Regions from separate parts of the Zea mays genome. Here all the other regions are linked to region 1. The links are chromatin contacts, called in public Hi-C maps. All regions are on one chromosome and are shown on one strand. Each heading gives the region's core, a stretch centred on a gene start, on an enhancer-like site or on the middle of the called end of the contact. The rest is flanking DNA. Distances are from core to core; before and after follow the strand shown.

Region 1 (4,809 bases), core at 1,272-3,771:
TAACTCGTATCCTAACTTGCTTGCTTTATTTATTTAATAGCATATCGGTTGAGTCAAGTTTAAGTTTCTCTGGTAGGATTAATATTACAGGAGAGGGTTGGGCAATCAGCAAAGCCAACAGCCGCCTGTCCCTGCCAGCTAAAAGCTTCAGAAACCGACAGCAAGCAGGACACGACGTACAGCATATCCACCCCAGTTTCAGTTCGCTGCCTGTCCGTTCCAAGACTGCTGCTGTAAGCAGCTACTCGTTCTCATCATCAACAGCAGCAGCAGGAGGTGAAAAGTGTGACTTCAATCCGATCCAGCACTGGTAGTAGTCGAGGTCCCGACACGGGGAATCCAGAGCCCATGGGCACACGCGAGGGATAAGCCAAGACTCAAACATGAACGCCAACGTACCACTGAGCCTGGATGGCTCGTTGGCAGCAGCACGGCTGATCGTTGCCTCGTACGTCTTGGTGTCTGGCCCATGCGGTGTCATGCAGCTGTGAAGGCTGGCGCCACCAGGAAGAAAACCATCGGCCTTAGCCTGCAGATGTGCATCGTCTTTACATCTCTTCACATGACTGCTGCCACTGCCAGAGAGATAGATAGATAAGATAGATAGATAGATAGATAGATAGATAGATACCTCGTACATCCCATAGATGAGGCCCATGAATTCGCTCATGCAGTTGCGGTGGTAGTAGGGTGGGCGGAATGTATTCTCAGCAACCAGCCATCTGGGTGGGAATATTACAAAATCAAGCAACGCGACGCCAGGCTTATCAGTTGGCGCAGTTAGAACTGCGAATCAATATTTGTTGGGTTAATTAGTCCTCAAGATGCAGCAGCGGAATGAACAGAAAACCCAATCCTGACACCCACCTGTGTTCACTGACGGGTCGCCATGATCCAAGAGGACGGTGTTGAATGGACAGAACTTACTCAGATCATACTGAAAGAGAAGGGGGTGGAGTGAACAGCGACACACATCTCAATGGCAGACAGGTGTACAATGGCATACAACACACCTTGTAAGGGACATAATTCCCATGCCACGCGACCACGTTGAATGGAGAGAAATCCTGCGTGGCGCTGAACAGCTCGCCACCATACTTGTGCACTATTGTGTATCCAGGGTGGTGCTCCTGCTCAAACCATGCTGTCGGGGAAAGGAAATCCCTCGGCGAAGCCAAGCCATTGGCACCTGCACACACACACACAGTTTAGGTAAGTATGGGTTCTCGGTGTGACAAAACAATTTATTATTACCAATTGGGCCAAGATCAGGGAGCTGAAAATGGGCGCCGAAGATCTCAGAGACATAGCCACGCGAGGGGCCATCCGGCAAGTCGACAGCAAATCGGAGACCTTGAGGGATCACGACGATCTCGCCGGGTGAAACCAGCAGCCTTCCGCACTCGGTTGTGATAAATAACCCTGGGAAGATAGATAGTGAACATGTGCATCATTTCCACAAAGAAGAAAGGTAAGCGCTGCTGAATGCAACAGCGATGGGGCAACCCATTTGCTTTTCGCTTTGATCCCAATAATAAAGGCAGGAAGGGCATGGAGTGGCACTGCCGGAACACTGAAAGCGACGCGAACAGGACATTTTGTTGGTGGCCAAGCAACAGAAGCATGTGATGTGATTACTACTAGCCTAGTGGAGTGAGTGGTGGCGAGTGATGACCGAGCCGAGGAACTTACTTCCTTGCTGGGGAACAATGAGGAAGTCACCGTCCGCATTGCACAAGGAGCATCCATCCATGGGCTTGTTAGCAGCATACCTGCGTTGCGTTGCGTACATGAGGGGGGTTCAGTGATCGAGCAACTAGTTGCTACTTGCAATTGTAAGCAGCGGCATATCGAGGACATGCATGTGGATGGCGTATCCGTGTCGGAGGCATGAGCTGCCGGCGCCGCAGACGGTGTAGAGTCCGTCGATGAAGTCGAGGCCCGGGTGGAGGGGCACGTCGGCGGGCCTCCAGCGCAGCTGCGTGGGCGTGGCGACGGTGGTGGTGCGGTCGAACTCGCCGACGAGGCGCTCGTTGGTGGGGTTCCGCGGATAGAAGGGTTCGTGGGTCACCGACGGCTTGATCCGGTACAGCCACCTGTAATAACAGAAGGAGCAAACTGAATCCGATCCCCATCCCTATCTCTATCCCCACGGAGGGGAAGCTTGTGTGATTGCCTATGGAAAGTGGAAAGGCAGAGCGAGAGAGAGATAGAGGGACGTACGTGCGCAGGTTCCGGGCGCGCGGGGTGGTGAAGGAGGTGCCGGAGAGCTGCTCGGCGTAGAGTCCCAGCGGGCACACTAGCGGGTTGTTCTGCCCCACGGGGAGCGACCCCGGCACCGCCTCCGACGTGAAGGTGTTGCCCAGGCCCGAGAGGTAGCGCAGCTCGGGTGGTGTCTGCTCCTCCTCCATGGCCATTGCTTGTCGAGGATCCAAGGAGGAAACAGATGGACGCACGGACGGGGCAAGCCGGCAACGGCGAGACCAGCAGAGCAGGCAAGGAGCAGACGGCACGGCACGACTTGCCTCCTGCCGCTGACTGCTTGCCACCTGCCATTGTACATATCCTCATCTGGACTGTCCGATGAGGGAAGCAACGATCCAGATGGATTGCTCAGCAGCGGCTCCCTCCAGCTGCTGTTGATTGCTTCACCCTGCTCTGCTCTGGAAACAGCTTCCAAACTCTATGGAAACAGCTTCCACTTCTGTAAATGAATTAATGAACTGAACATCACCAAAAACTCAGCTCAACTGCAGTGGCTGGTCTCGTTGACTAGATAGCTTGCCTGTGGCAGCTTGACTTGAACAGAAAGCATTGACTGACTACTCGAGTTTGGAAGCTCACACAAAGTAGCTAGCCCAGAGGCCAGAGTAACCAAACCAGCCTCCACCTGACATGCACTAAATCGCCTATGGAAGGGAGAGAGATTCACAGGGCACCGCATTTATTTTGCTCATACACTTTTGCATATATATATATATATATATATATATATATATATATATATATATATATATATATATATATATATATATATATATATATATATATATATATATATATATATATATATATAGAGAGAGAGAGAGAGAGAGAGAGAGAGAGAGAGAGAGAGACACACACACATGGGAATTTTCATACTGCACACCCATACTACAACACAAGCTATGAGCCCATGGGGGGTTTCCAGCTGCTATGCTACTCGAGTTGCACTGCCAAGAACAGCAGCAGCAGACGCACCGGAGACTGCACCACAGTCCCCCGAAGCACCAGCAGCAGATCAGCAAACGCCTGGGCCAACACCACCACCTCCACAAACTGGAATGATGATCAACCGCACTACGGACGGGCTGTACCGTGGACCCTGGAAAAAACAACCATCTGCCCACCACAGCCAGGGCAGATTTCTTGCCCTACAGCTTCAACTTCTACCAATGTTTAGGATACTTAACTGAAAGCTTTGATGACATGCAGCTGAGATACTTAACTAAGAGCTAATTTTACTCATAGAACACTCACTATGCATGATGCGACGGTGGATCCTAATGCCTTTGGTATGCAGCAGTTCTCTATCTTGTATGTACCTCAGGCACAAGAAATACATATATAATTTTATGATCTGGCTAATTGAGTTTTGGGAATGGTAGGCCTAACAGAAGTATCAAGAGGGTTCTGCGGATCGGGGGTGATTGAAGTTGGGCAAACATGCCAAGGGCGAAGAACATGTGGAGACCCTAGCATAGCAAGTACCTATACTGGGATGCTGTCCATTCAACAGAGAGGACGAACCAAGTCATCGCAAATGTGATGATGGATTCCATTAGAAAACTCTACAGCTAGGGCTAAAGTGAAGATGAACGTGATTTGGAGTCTGGATTTGACATTTTCATCAAATATGGAGGGAAGGCTAGTTTAATCAGAGTCACGTGTATCCAAATGTACTAGAGCTAATATACAATATAGTCTAGTTTGAACTGCAAGAGAGGTATAGTGATCTGTGTACAAGGAACGAGAGAGGTGAGAAATTATCAGCACTGTCAATTTGCTGAGTGGTGTCGATGGATTAGTGGGGTAAGTGATGTCGATCTTGTTAGGAATGGACATTGGTAGGGTCATAATACAGAATTGAACCAGAGGCCACCTCTTGATTTCCTGAAATGAGCTCCTCAACAAGGCAGTGTAGATTGAGGCCAGAAAGCAGTCTGTACATTGAGGCCAGTATGCAGTTGGGGCTCTTCATAAGCCAAAAGAGAAAAGATTAGGGGGGAAAATGAAAATGCAAACAAACCACTACTGAAAATGATATGGATTAGGGAATGTCACCTACACCTAGATGAGAATAAGCGTGGGCAACTGGCTAGAATCCATACCGTACGGATGGAGATTGATGGGGTCGATGTGCGGGCGGCAGAGGTTGGTCGTCGGTTGGCAGCGGCACGGGATCCGACCAGACGAACGGCTTGGCTTGTACCCATTTCACTTTCCTTCCTTATACCCAGAGCTGTTCCTGGTCCCAGAGTATGACGCCACAGGTCAGTCATAAATTTATGCCGATTTACTGAACAACAACGTCAATGTATGGATCGTAAACCAACCACCCAGTTAGATTCAGATCACAAGGACAGAGCCGACCATAAGCATATTTCTGAACTAGCACTACAGGGGGAGGGGGAGGGAGCATCACCACCTTCATTTTTTCACCATACCATACCACGAAACCCAAACAGGCGCTGCCAGCTCAAATGGATTCGCAAATACACCCATCGTGAGATAGAAAAAAAAAGGTAGTACTAGCATTAAGAGTCAAAG
Region 2 (4,809 bases), core at 1,232-3,731, 210 kb after region 1:
ACACTATCACTAGATCAGTGAAGAGCCTACGATAACAGGAGAAGTTTTGGCCTACAAAGGACTACATAAGACTTTCTTATTTACAACCAACAAGACAGGACTTGTCTTAGCATTCTGTTGGCTGATTACATATTCATGTCAAAGATTGCAGAAGCACTATTTGAGATAACACTCCCTCGGTCTTCGGGTGATGTGTTTCCAAGAACAGATGCTGGTATAGTTCTTGCGGTTGCTGATAGGTACTTGTGCATGCAAATGTAGCTTACTCAGGTCTTGTTCGGTTATTTCTATCCTATGTGGATTGGGATGGATTAAGAGAGATTTTGACTTGCTATGGATTTAAACCCACTCAATCCCCTCCAATCCACATGGATTGAGTGCTAACCGAACATGCCTCAGTTATAACTTCCGGGTAGTACTGCATTTCATTTGTCCGAGAATTTATTCAAGCTAAGCTGCTACCCTTTTCTCATTTGTTTCACAGATTGGATAGCCTAGTTGGATTGTTTGGAGCTGGATGCCAGCCAAGTTCTACCAATGATCCATTTGGACTTCGAAGGGTCTCTTATGGATTGGTAAGGGAGTTAGATAAAGGCCCAAATATCATCACATGAAACTTTCTCACATGTGTTTTATCTAGGTCCAAATATTAGTTGAGAACAAAAAGAGCTTTGACCTCAGACGAGCTCTCACCTTATTGGCAGGGGTGCAACCCATAGCAATAGAGAGTGATGTTATAGATGAGGTCAGTATGCATTTCAGATAATGTTTATGTACTATGTTTGTTTAGTATAGGGTTCCTGACAGATTTAAAATCCTTTTTAGGCAGTACAGTTCGTCACAAGGAGACTGGAACAGCTTCTGGTACATATTATCTATCTTGATCTTTAATGACAGTTGAGTATACACATATTAGGTTTTTCATTGTGGGTGTTAGCTAGGGATAGAGATACAGTGGTACACACACTGGTATATTTTTCATGGAAACAAAAAAAAATTGTTGGGATGGTTATCATTATTTCTCCAACTGTTATGGGGCAGACCCAGCGCCGGAACGGATACATCTGCATTTCATTTAGAACTCATTTTGCTCCATGTCATCAAACTGGTCGATGGAATCCATTGCCCTTTTGAAAGTGGCATTTCTTCTTGTCATTGCCATCAGGTGGATGAGGGAATTAACTGCGAGATAGTCCGATCAGTGCTTATGGAGCGTGCAAACTGCCCTTATCTAGCAGCACAAACAGCGACCGAAGTAAGATGTTATGTGCCCCACACACCTATCCGTCCCCAAAGATTCTACAAAATACAAATAGTTTTTGTTTGTGCGGACACTTGCAGATGGAAGCATTTTCGAGAACAGAAACATTTCAAAAAATCGTTGAAGCGTATTCAAGGCCAACAAGGATCATCCGTGGAAAAGAAATTGAGTCTGCTTTGGAGGTACTGTTTTAAACATGTACCATCATAATTCATAAACTGTGATTTCAGTTCAAATTATGGTGAAGTTTTTGACTCGCAACTACCCCATCACCAGTCTTGACTATGCGGTATTTCTCTCCTGCCTCTGATTTTATGTGTAGGTTGACCCACACGTATTTGAGAAAGATGAAGAGAAAGTTTTGTGGAGCGCCTACTTGGAGGTTGCTGATAAGATCCATCCTGGTACATGTTTTTCATATCCATTTTTCATTTCAATTTAAATGTTCATTTGTCTGATTCCTCCAACTACCCATTCTGTAGGTGTTGATATTAAGACCTTTGTGGATGCTTCTCTTATCCTGATACAACCCCTAGAAGATTTCTTCAATAGTGTCTTCGTGATGGCGGTGAGTTTTGTGAGGCCCTTGAAAAACTTAACTTGTGCTGATGAGTGAGAGTGATGATGGTGTATATTATGCGCAGGAAGACGAGAGAGTTCGCAACAACCGGCTAACGTTGCTGAGGAAGATTGAGAGTTTGCCCAAGGGGATTGCGGACCTGTCAGTTTTACCTGGGTTTTAAGCTGCCTATTCCAGCCAGGGGGTGTGAGCAATAGCCGTAGCGGAGAGATGATTTTGATTTTACAAGTATTTCTGATTAAAGGAAAAAAAAACGTCGTCGCAGTAGGGCACGGCAATCCCAGTAAACGCTGTACTTGTAATTCTGATTAATACAGTCAACAAACGGAATCATATCTCAAATCTTGTGTCGACAAACAATACAGACCTAAAAAAAGAGAAAAAGGTTACAGCATCCACCTGTAAGTTATCAGGGTTATTGCAAAATCAGTCTACAAAGCTCGTCAAATGTGCCCTCACATACCTACCTAGCTAGATATTAATTGTACATGACAATTAGTGAGTTGTCTCTCCCTTAGGTTCAGATAGATACTTATCTGCGTAGTGTAGAAGCCGCCGCATCCTTAGGACCATGTCACAGTGAAAGGGCAGTGCTGTGCGCCTTTCTGTGTACACCGGGCTTACTGTCAACCAAGACAGAGAGTGAAGCTCCGCGGCCACAGCTTCCAGCACACTATGCATCTCCATCTCACACTCACGACCTGTTGTCTCCTGACTCAAGTTCCTTGCCTGTTTGCTGCCGCCGCCGCCGCCTCGGCTCATCTTCTCTTGAACAGTCCCACTGCTGCCTCCATAGTGATCGATGATGCTGACTGAGAGAACAGAGGGCTGTTCATCCTTGGTGAGTTGTGCAGAGTCCCTCCTAACAGGTGGGACGGCTTTCGAGACGACATAGCCCATCGCTAAAGGAATCGCAGTCCCTTTGCTGTGCAGTAGATGGGCAAGCGGCGGTGACTCCGATGTGAGGCATGTCGGGAGCTGTAATGTTGCAGGAGAGAGGTATCTCATACTTGGCGAAGGAACTAGAAGGTACGAGTGTGACGCTGACATTGACCCAATGGACTTCACTGGAGTGAAACCTTCCAGGTAACTCCAAGGGCCACTGCTGCCTTGACTCCCTTCGCCTGTAAAAAGTGTTCCAAGTTTAATATCTTTTACCATTGATCTCCTTGAAAAACATTGAAATGAATTTTTAATCTGTGTTGGTCTAGGTGCTTACCAGCTGAAGCAGGTCTGCTCAGTAGATCTGCTTGGCATGTGAGATGCAACGAATGATCTTGGGAAACTGCAACCAAACTGATGCTACGAACTAAGTGCAGTGATCCCCTTGAAGTGTCCATTCCACTTTGTTCCACAAGGATCTGTTTTTTGTTGCCAGATTGTCCAAGTGCACCTTTCATGAAGCTTGATTTTGGATGAGGGCTATACAGAGGGTTTGGTGAGGAAGGCATGTTTCTATCTTGAATTAAGGCCATGTCTTGCTGCTGCTGCTGCTGGAGCGTAGGACCATTTGAACTAGGTGGAATACCCTCAGGTATGGATCGCCGTAACTGCACAGGCCACTTCTTCACTTCATTGCCACCATAAGAGTATATTGCCTTCTGCCATTCTGCGGACAAAACATATTAGATCATCGCGTTAGTCTCGAAACAGAAGGTATCTCAGTTCCTGATAAAAACAAGTGAGTACCTTGGATTTCAAGCTCAAGGAAACCTCCGATACGAGTTATTATGACATCTCGTGGTCTCATATTGCTAGCCTCAGGTGAAGACGACATTATTTGACAGCCTTGCTGTAGAATTTGGATGAAAAGGCTTTGGAGAACTTTAGTGTCTTGGCGGCTACTAATACCACCAAAAGGAAATATTAAGCTGTCCAATAATTCTCCTCTAGCATCTGTCCAAATGCACACTAGCCATCGCCAGTCCTCAGTCCAACCATAACAGCAATGAAGACTTGCTGCACTGTCACTCTCAGATACGTCGAGTAGAGGGCTCACTCCACTATCAGAGTTACTTCCTGAAATTGAGCCATATACCCTGCTGCCAGATGCATCTGCTCCAGATTTTGATGGTTCCATTAAAGCATTAAGATCGGCAGACCCAGGGTCTGCTAGTATGAAAAGTGGCTCAAAGGCATATTTCCTATCATCCTGAGCACATAAATCAGGCAGCTTACTTGGGTCCAGAAGTCCTCCCGAACGAGCAGGCTGCCATGAGTTATCCCATGTTGCCGACCTCATGGATGCATCAAAATCGGTTTCTCGAGAGAGAGTTGGCCCAGACATTCGAGGAACTAAACATTCCTTCCAAAGAGTAGGAGCAGGAGATGTAACATGCATCATTGTGGACTGAGATCTACCCAAATAAGTTGGTGACTGGAACATATCGCTTGTGGAGACAGCCCGTGGGATTCGTCGTGCCTTGTTGTACACTGTGAATGCTATGTCCTTCAAAACAGCAAGCTCCTTGTTTGGCTTATCCATTCTCAGTACAGTTTCAATAGTAACAATCTGCAAGACGAGCTTGGGTATACTGAACCCGGATAGCATAACGACATTTGATGCTGATGCTTCATCTACAGAAGCACTGCTGTTTAGGGCTTTGGCAACCTGTGAATATAGTAACTTTCTTTCCCTTTCCGGGGATGAAATAACATACCCAAGAGCAACAGAACATTCTACTAGCGTCTGTAGAATTGCACAAGGTTCTGGAAATGGGCAAACTACATAAATTACCTGCATGGATAAAGGGCTAGTGGTGTTAAAATAGGGTGAATAATTTACCATGTTGTGAATATCATTTATATCCACTACTGTGAATATTAAATGTTAAGTTACATGAATCAGATCAACGGCAAAGGAACAAAAAGGAAAAAGATCTTACTGTGCAAGGTCCACTACTGCTCTCTTTCTGATTTGTAGATATGTTTGAAGTCAGCTTTATATCCTTAAGTATCCTTGAAATAG
Region 3 (4,809 bases), core at 911-3,410, 170 kb after region 1:
TATATGTGAGTGTGAATATGCAACAACACTACACTAGAACTCTCTTGGTCAAACTACTCATCGACAACCCCTCTTTATAGTACGACTAAAACAAAATAAAAGACCTAACTAAATCATGAGTGTCCACAACTCCTTGACACTCGGACTATGTAGTCCTTCACCTTTTGTTTCATCGTTTTAGCCGTCGCTTCGAGTTCTTATCTCCGGGATTGTTTTCACCGTTGTAGTACTTCTACCTGTAATGCGACCTAACTTACCATTTGTCTCTGCAAAACATACGTTAGTCACATATAACATTATATTGTCATTAATCACTAAAACCAACCAGGGGCCTAGATGCTTTCATCGAGCTCAAAAGTGAAGCTACATGAACCAATCAGAGGATCCCGAGCCTCAAATGTGAGCCAATCGACGCATCCTGCTAGGCAAGAACTGGGCATTCCTAATTCGCTATGGATCTATGAGCCCATTCAGATCCATAACTAGTACCTAGCCCATAACAATGAGCTCTGAAGCAGACAATCACATGTTATAGCCAAATCAGACCACCCAAAACTAAATGCCCCGCCGCCGGATCCCCCTTCCTCCAAACATCACGTCGCGACGTCTCTAACCAGAAAGCGAACCAGGCATGAGGCGGCGGCGCCAGCATGGGCAGATCGGGACGGCCCGAGCCAGTGTTCGGAGCGAGGAGAGGAAACAGGAGAGGGAGAGCTGGAGGGCGAGAGGAGATGGGAAAGGGAGAGAGCTGGAGGGTGAGAGGAGAAGGCAGAGTCTGACCTCAGCAGCGACGACTGCGAGAGGAACCCTAGCGTGAGCTCCAGGTGAGGACAGAGGCTGCTGTGAGAGGACCCTGGCCCTAGCGCGAGCTCCAGGCGAGGCAGCGACAACCTTAGTGTGAGCTCCACGCGAGGATAGAGCTGCGAGAGGACGGAACGAGGGAAGTCTGGCTCTCCAGGAACGGAGATTCTGGACGTATCTGACGGGCCTAGATGAGATGGGTACTTTGCACGAGCGTAGTCTGGCTCGGACATTTGTTCAAGCAACCGAACACACCGGCATGTCTAAAACTTGTATCCAACGTGTCCTGCACGAGCGCACACAGGCAACCAATCAGCCCCTGAATGAATGAAGGAATCCTAGACTGAATTGGTGCAGCAGGCATGGAATCAGCGGCGAATCCAAGGGGTATGCCGGGTATGCACTGGCATACCCTGCAGAACCAGTATAATGTATATAGTATACATGGTATATATATGTACATAATATAGTATTTCATTTGAACAATTTATATCAAAAATTGTTGTCGTATTGTATATGGTTTTATCAAGTTCGAATATTGTTTTACCGAATCATAAAATTGTTTACCGAATTGCATAAGGCATTTTTGTATCGCATACCCTATGGTTAAATCCTAGACCCGCCACTGCATGGAATGCTAGTCACTGCTACTACTGTGCTAGTTTTAGTACTTCATCTATCACTGTATTAGAATGGTTAGCTTAGCTACATTCTATAGAATAGATGATACGTACATAGATTGTAGTAGAGCAAAGTAGATGATGATGCGCTCCAACTAGGAATGGCCATGGAAATTCATGTCGGGTTTTAGCTTTCTATCCTTGTTCCCGTGACGATTTTTTTTACCGCGAACACTTGTGGGGGATATTTTTTCCATCCCCGTTCCTCGCAAGGATAAATCTCTGTCCGGATCCCTCTCCCCTAAACATTGTCTCCTATACACATTATCAGATGTAAAAAAATTAGTATGTGTACATTAAAATAAACATATTTATATAATAAGTAATCTTTTAATAATGTAATTATTTATTTTTATCATTAACTATTATATTATTATACGATGAAAACGTCGTCACATATAAATTTAGCGGGTCCTCGTGGAAAACAGAGATAGAAAATGTTTCTCATCCTATCCTCGTGTACCTGTGGAGAGGAAAAAAATCTCGTTTACATCTCCATGAAAAGAAGAAACTTCTATCCTCATTTTCTATCTCTAGCCAGCAGACCGGTGGTTTCTTTTTCTTTTTCTTATCATTGATGCGCCACAGAGAGTGAAGTTGTAGTACGTCTTCACTGGAGGGAAGACGTATCCAGCCTCCACGTACCATCTTCTTCTTTCCCGCCTCTGCTGCTGCAACAGCCTGTCCGTCTCCTCCTCCCTTATCCTCTTCTACCTCCACCTGGCAGGCACTCCCCACCTTGATGATGGCTCCTCCGCCTCCCCTCCTCTCCCCCACCGCCGCCTCCCGGCACACCCCGCTACTAACGGCGCCCTCCGCTTTGCTTCCTCCAGCCTCCATCCGCTTCTGTGCTCCTCGCCACCGCCCATGCCGACGCCCTCGCCTCCCCCTATCCGCCGCAGACGGCGACGCCTCCACCTCCTCCACCGTGTCCGCTGCCAACCAACGGGGCTCTTCCGCTTCCTCCGTCCTCACCTTCCAGCAGGCCATCCAGCGCCTCCAGGTTCGTTTCGTTCGCAGCACGAATCAAATTTCACGACTAACCACCCACCCCACCCCTCTTCAAATCCGATTGCGATTCCACAGGAGTACTGGGCCTCCGTAGGATGCGCCGTCATGCAGTGTAGCAACACCGAGGTAACCTGCTGCTTTGCTTCTCCCGCCTTGTTTGTTACTTATTACCCGACACTTACTAGCATCAAATCCAGGTTGGAGCGGGCACAATGAATCCTCTCACATTTCTTAGGGTCTTAGGTCCTGAGCCATGGAATGTCGCGTAAGTTTGCCTTCTCATCATTCATCCTAACTGTGAACTATCAAAACATTGACAGAGGCTACTACAGTGCTACCTTTCCTTTTTCTTTTAACTGTTTGTTGTACTGCATGTATTTTGATTCTCAAGTTACGTGGAGCCAAGTATAAGACCAGACGACAGTCGCTATGGGGACAATCCCAATAGGCTTCAGCGCCATACTCAGTTTCAGGTTGACTCAAGTTTTTGCTTCTTTTTTGTCTCGTCTTTCTTTTTTTATTTGATTGGTCAAACCATTACCCGTACCTGATTCCAGGTAGTTAACCATTCCTATCAATAGGTAATTCTGAAGCCTGATCCTGGAAATTCGCAAGATCTCTTTCTGCACAGCCTTTCAGCAATAGGTATTGCTAAATAATACTATCCGCCTTCCCTTCAGTTCTACTAGACGCTTTGCACAACCAAGGAAGACTAATGTGATGAATATTTTTACTTTTTGGTATTAATTAATGGAAGTCCCAATTGGTACATGATGATGTTCTATGTTTCCCTCTTTCACATTTTTTATGAATATATAAATGGAGTCAGTGATTGGTCGAGTTGTTTGTCTCACAGGTATTAACATCCATGAACATGACATCCGCTTCGTTGAAGACAACTGGGAGAGTCCGGTGAACTTTTACCTTCTTTTCGGTGTTCTTTCTTTTTACGCCAGCACATGTTATCTGGCTAAGTAAACTCCAACAAATTTCTTATTCATGACAGGTTCTTGGTGCTTGGGGACTGGGCTGGGAGGTTTGGATGGATGGCATGGAAATCACACAGTTCACATATTTTCAGCAGGTAGAACTAATCAAATAGTGTGTATTACTTCATGACTCTTGCTAAAATCACATTGGGACCACACAGCTGTTTGGTCTGCATATTTCCTCTTGGTGCCAAACGCCCTCTTAGACCATCTCCAGCAGGTCATGTATTTAGCCGTGCAAAGTACTGTTTTGCATTGTTTGCAGAGTGAAGTTTGAAATAGGGAGTGTCTGTTTTCTTTTTGGGTCGCCTTCCTATAATTGTTTGTAATGGATCCGGGCAAGATTATATGTTGGAATGTGAGGGGTTTAAACTCTGCTGATCGTCAAAGCTCAGTTCGGAATCTGGTTTTGTCCTCTAAAGCTAATGTGGTTTGTCTCCAGGAAACTAAAATGGTAGTCATCTCTACAAGAACTATTCTAGCAGCCTTGGGTTCGGACTTCTGCCAGTTCTCCTTTCTACCGTCTAGTGGTGCTAGTGGTGGCATCCTGGTCGCTTGGAAGCGCCACCTTGGTGTGACTGGGTTGACTAGGATTGACAGACACAACATCTCAATTCAATTCTGCAATGAACATAATCGTTGCTGGTGGCTAACTTGTGTTTATGGCCCTCAAAGTAACAGTGATAAGATGTTGTTTCTTTAAGAATTGAGAGACTTTAGGGCTGTTTGTTTTGGACCTTGGTTGATTGCCGGTGATTTCAACCTCATCTACAGGGCTTCAGACAAAAACAACTCAAATATTAACAGAGCTATGATGGGGAGATTTAGGAAGTTGGTTGAGGACTTGAGTCTCAAAGAGGTTCCACTATACGGGCGTAAATATACATGGTCAAATCAGCAAGACAGTCCTGTCCTTGTTAAGCTTGACAGGGCCCTTTGTTCACTGGAGTGGGAAGACATATTTCCCAATGTCCTTCTTCAAAGTGCTGCCTCTGAAGAGCCCCCTGCTGTTTGGCATTAGAGACAACAAAATGGGTAAAAGACGATTCTGTTCTGAAGCCTTTTGGTCCAAACTGGAGGGATTCCATGATGTTGTCCAGGAGGTTTGGGAATCTGTGGCAGCTGTAAATTGCCCTTTCATGACTCTGAATTTGAAGTTAAAAGCTACAACAGGAAGTTGCAATCTTGGATTGGGAAGCATGTGGGATATGTGAGGACTCAGTTGGCTTTGGCAAGGGAAATTTTACATAGGCTAGAAATAACGCAGGATAGTAGATCCTTGTCCTTGGCTGAAATCTGGCTAAGAAATTTGATGAAAAAACACTCCC

Evidence for each region. Hi-C and Micro-C count contacts between places; a contact is called where the count stands out from the background.
Region 2: a Hi-C map of ear shows a contact between it and region 1, with 2.3 times the contacts expected there. The contact joins the enhancer-like site here to the promoter of LOC100192757 in region 1. A contact is called at or near these places in 2 of 25 Hi-C or Micro-C datasets (ear and tassel).
Region 3: a contact with region 1 is called in a Hi-C map of leaf, with 4 times the contacts expected there. The contact joins the promoter of LOC103638191 here to the promoter of LOC100192757 in region 1. A contact is called at or near these places in 3 of 25 Hi-C or Micro-C datasets (ear, leaf and tassel).

Annotation. Positions count from the first base shown.
Region 1 is chr9:30,606,840-30,611,648 of Zm-B73-REFERENCE-NAM-5.0, reverse strand. LOC100192757 reads right to left here and starts at 2,521. Exons shown (of 8, transcript NM_001137955.3): 1 at 2,224-2,521; 2 at 1,863-2,096; 3 at 1,693-1,772; 4 at 1,255-1,422; 5 at 1,014-1,189; 6 at 868-937; 7 at 632-786; 8 at 11-529. The coding sequence starts at 2,417. The coding sequence ends at 242. LOC100283190 (OB-fold nucleic acid binding domain containing protein) reads right to left here. Exons shown (of 2, transcript NM_001156092.2): 2 at 4,772-4,809.
Region 2 is chr9:30,394,328-30,399,136 of Zm-B73-REFERENCE-NAM-5.0, reverse strand. It overlaps LOC100279985, which reads right to left. Exons shown (of 23, transcript NM_001367120.1): 20 at 4,727-4,809; 21 at 3,531-4,578; 22 at 3,061-3,450; 23 at 2,236-2,965. The coding sequence ends at 2,337. It overlaps LOC103638191 (glycine--tRNA ligase, chloroplastic/mitochondrial 2), which reads left to right. Exons shown (of 37, transcript XM_008661180.4): 28 at 145-239; 29 at 485-575; 30 at 641-745; 31 at 826-864; 32 at 1,166-1,255; 33 at 1,342-1,443; 34 at 1,584-1,665; 35 at 1,744-1,829; 36 at 1,906-2,927; 37 at 3,053-4,711. The coding sequence ends at 2,004. Among protein-coding and RNA genes, the nearest start is that of LOC100279985, 21 kb to the right of the region's middle. Within about 2 kb of position 2,481, at least 15 of the 20 cell types and tissues checked have an H3K27ac peak or open chromatin away from gene starts, as enhancers often do. A contact at or near this core is called in ear and tassel, where this site is marked.
Region 3 is chr9:30,436,719-30,441,527 of Zm-B73-REFERENCE-NAM-5.0, reverse strand. LOC103638191 (glycine--tRNA ligase, chloroplastic/mitochondrial 2) reads left to right here and starts at 2,160. Exons shown (of 37, transcript XM_008661180.4): 1 at 2,160-2,484; 2 at 2,568-2,618; 3 at 2,690-2,757; 4 at 2,884-2,965; 5 at 3,074-3,137; 6 at 3,349-3,404; 7 at 3,499-3,576. The coding sequence starts at 2,224.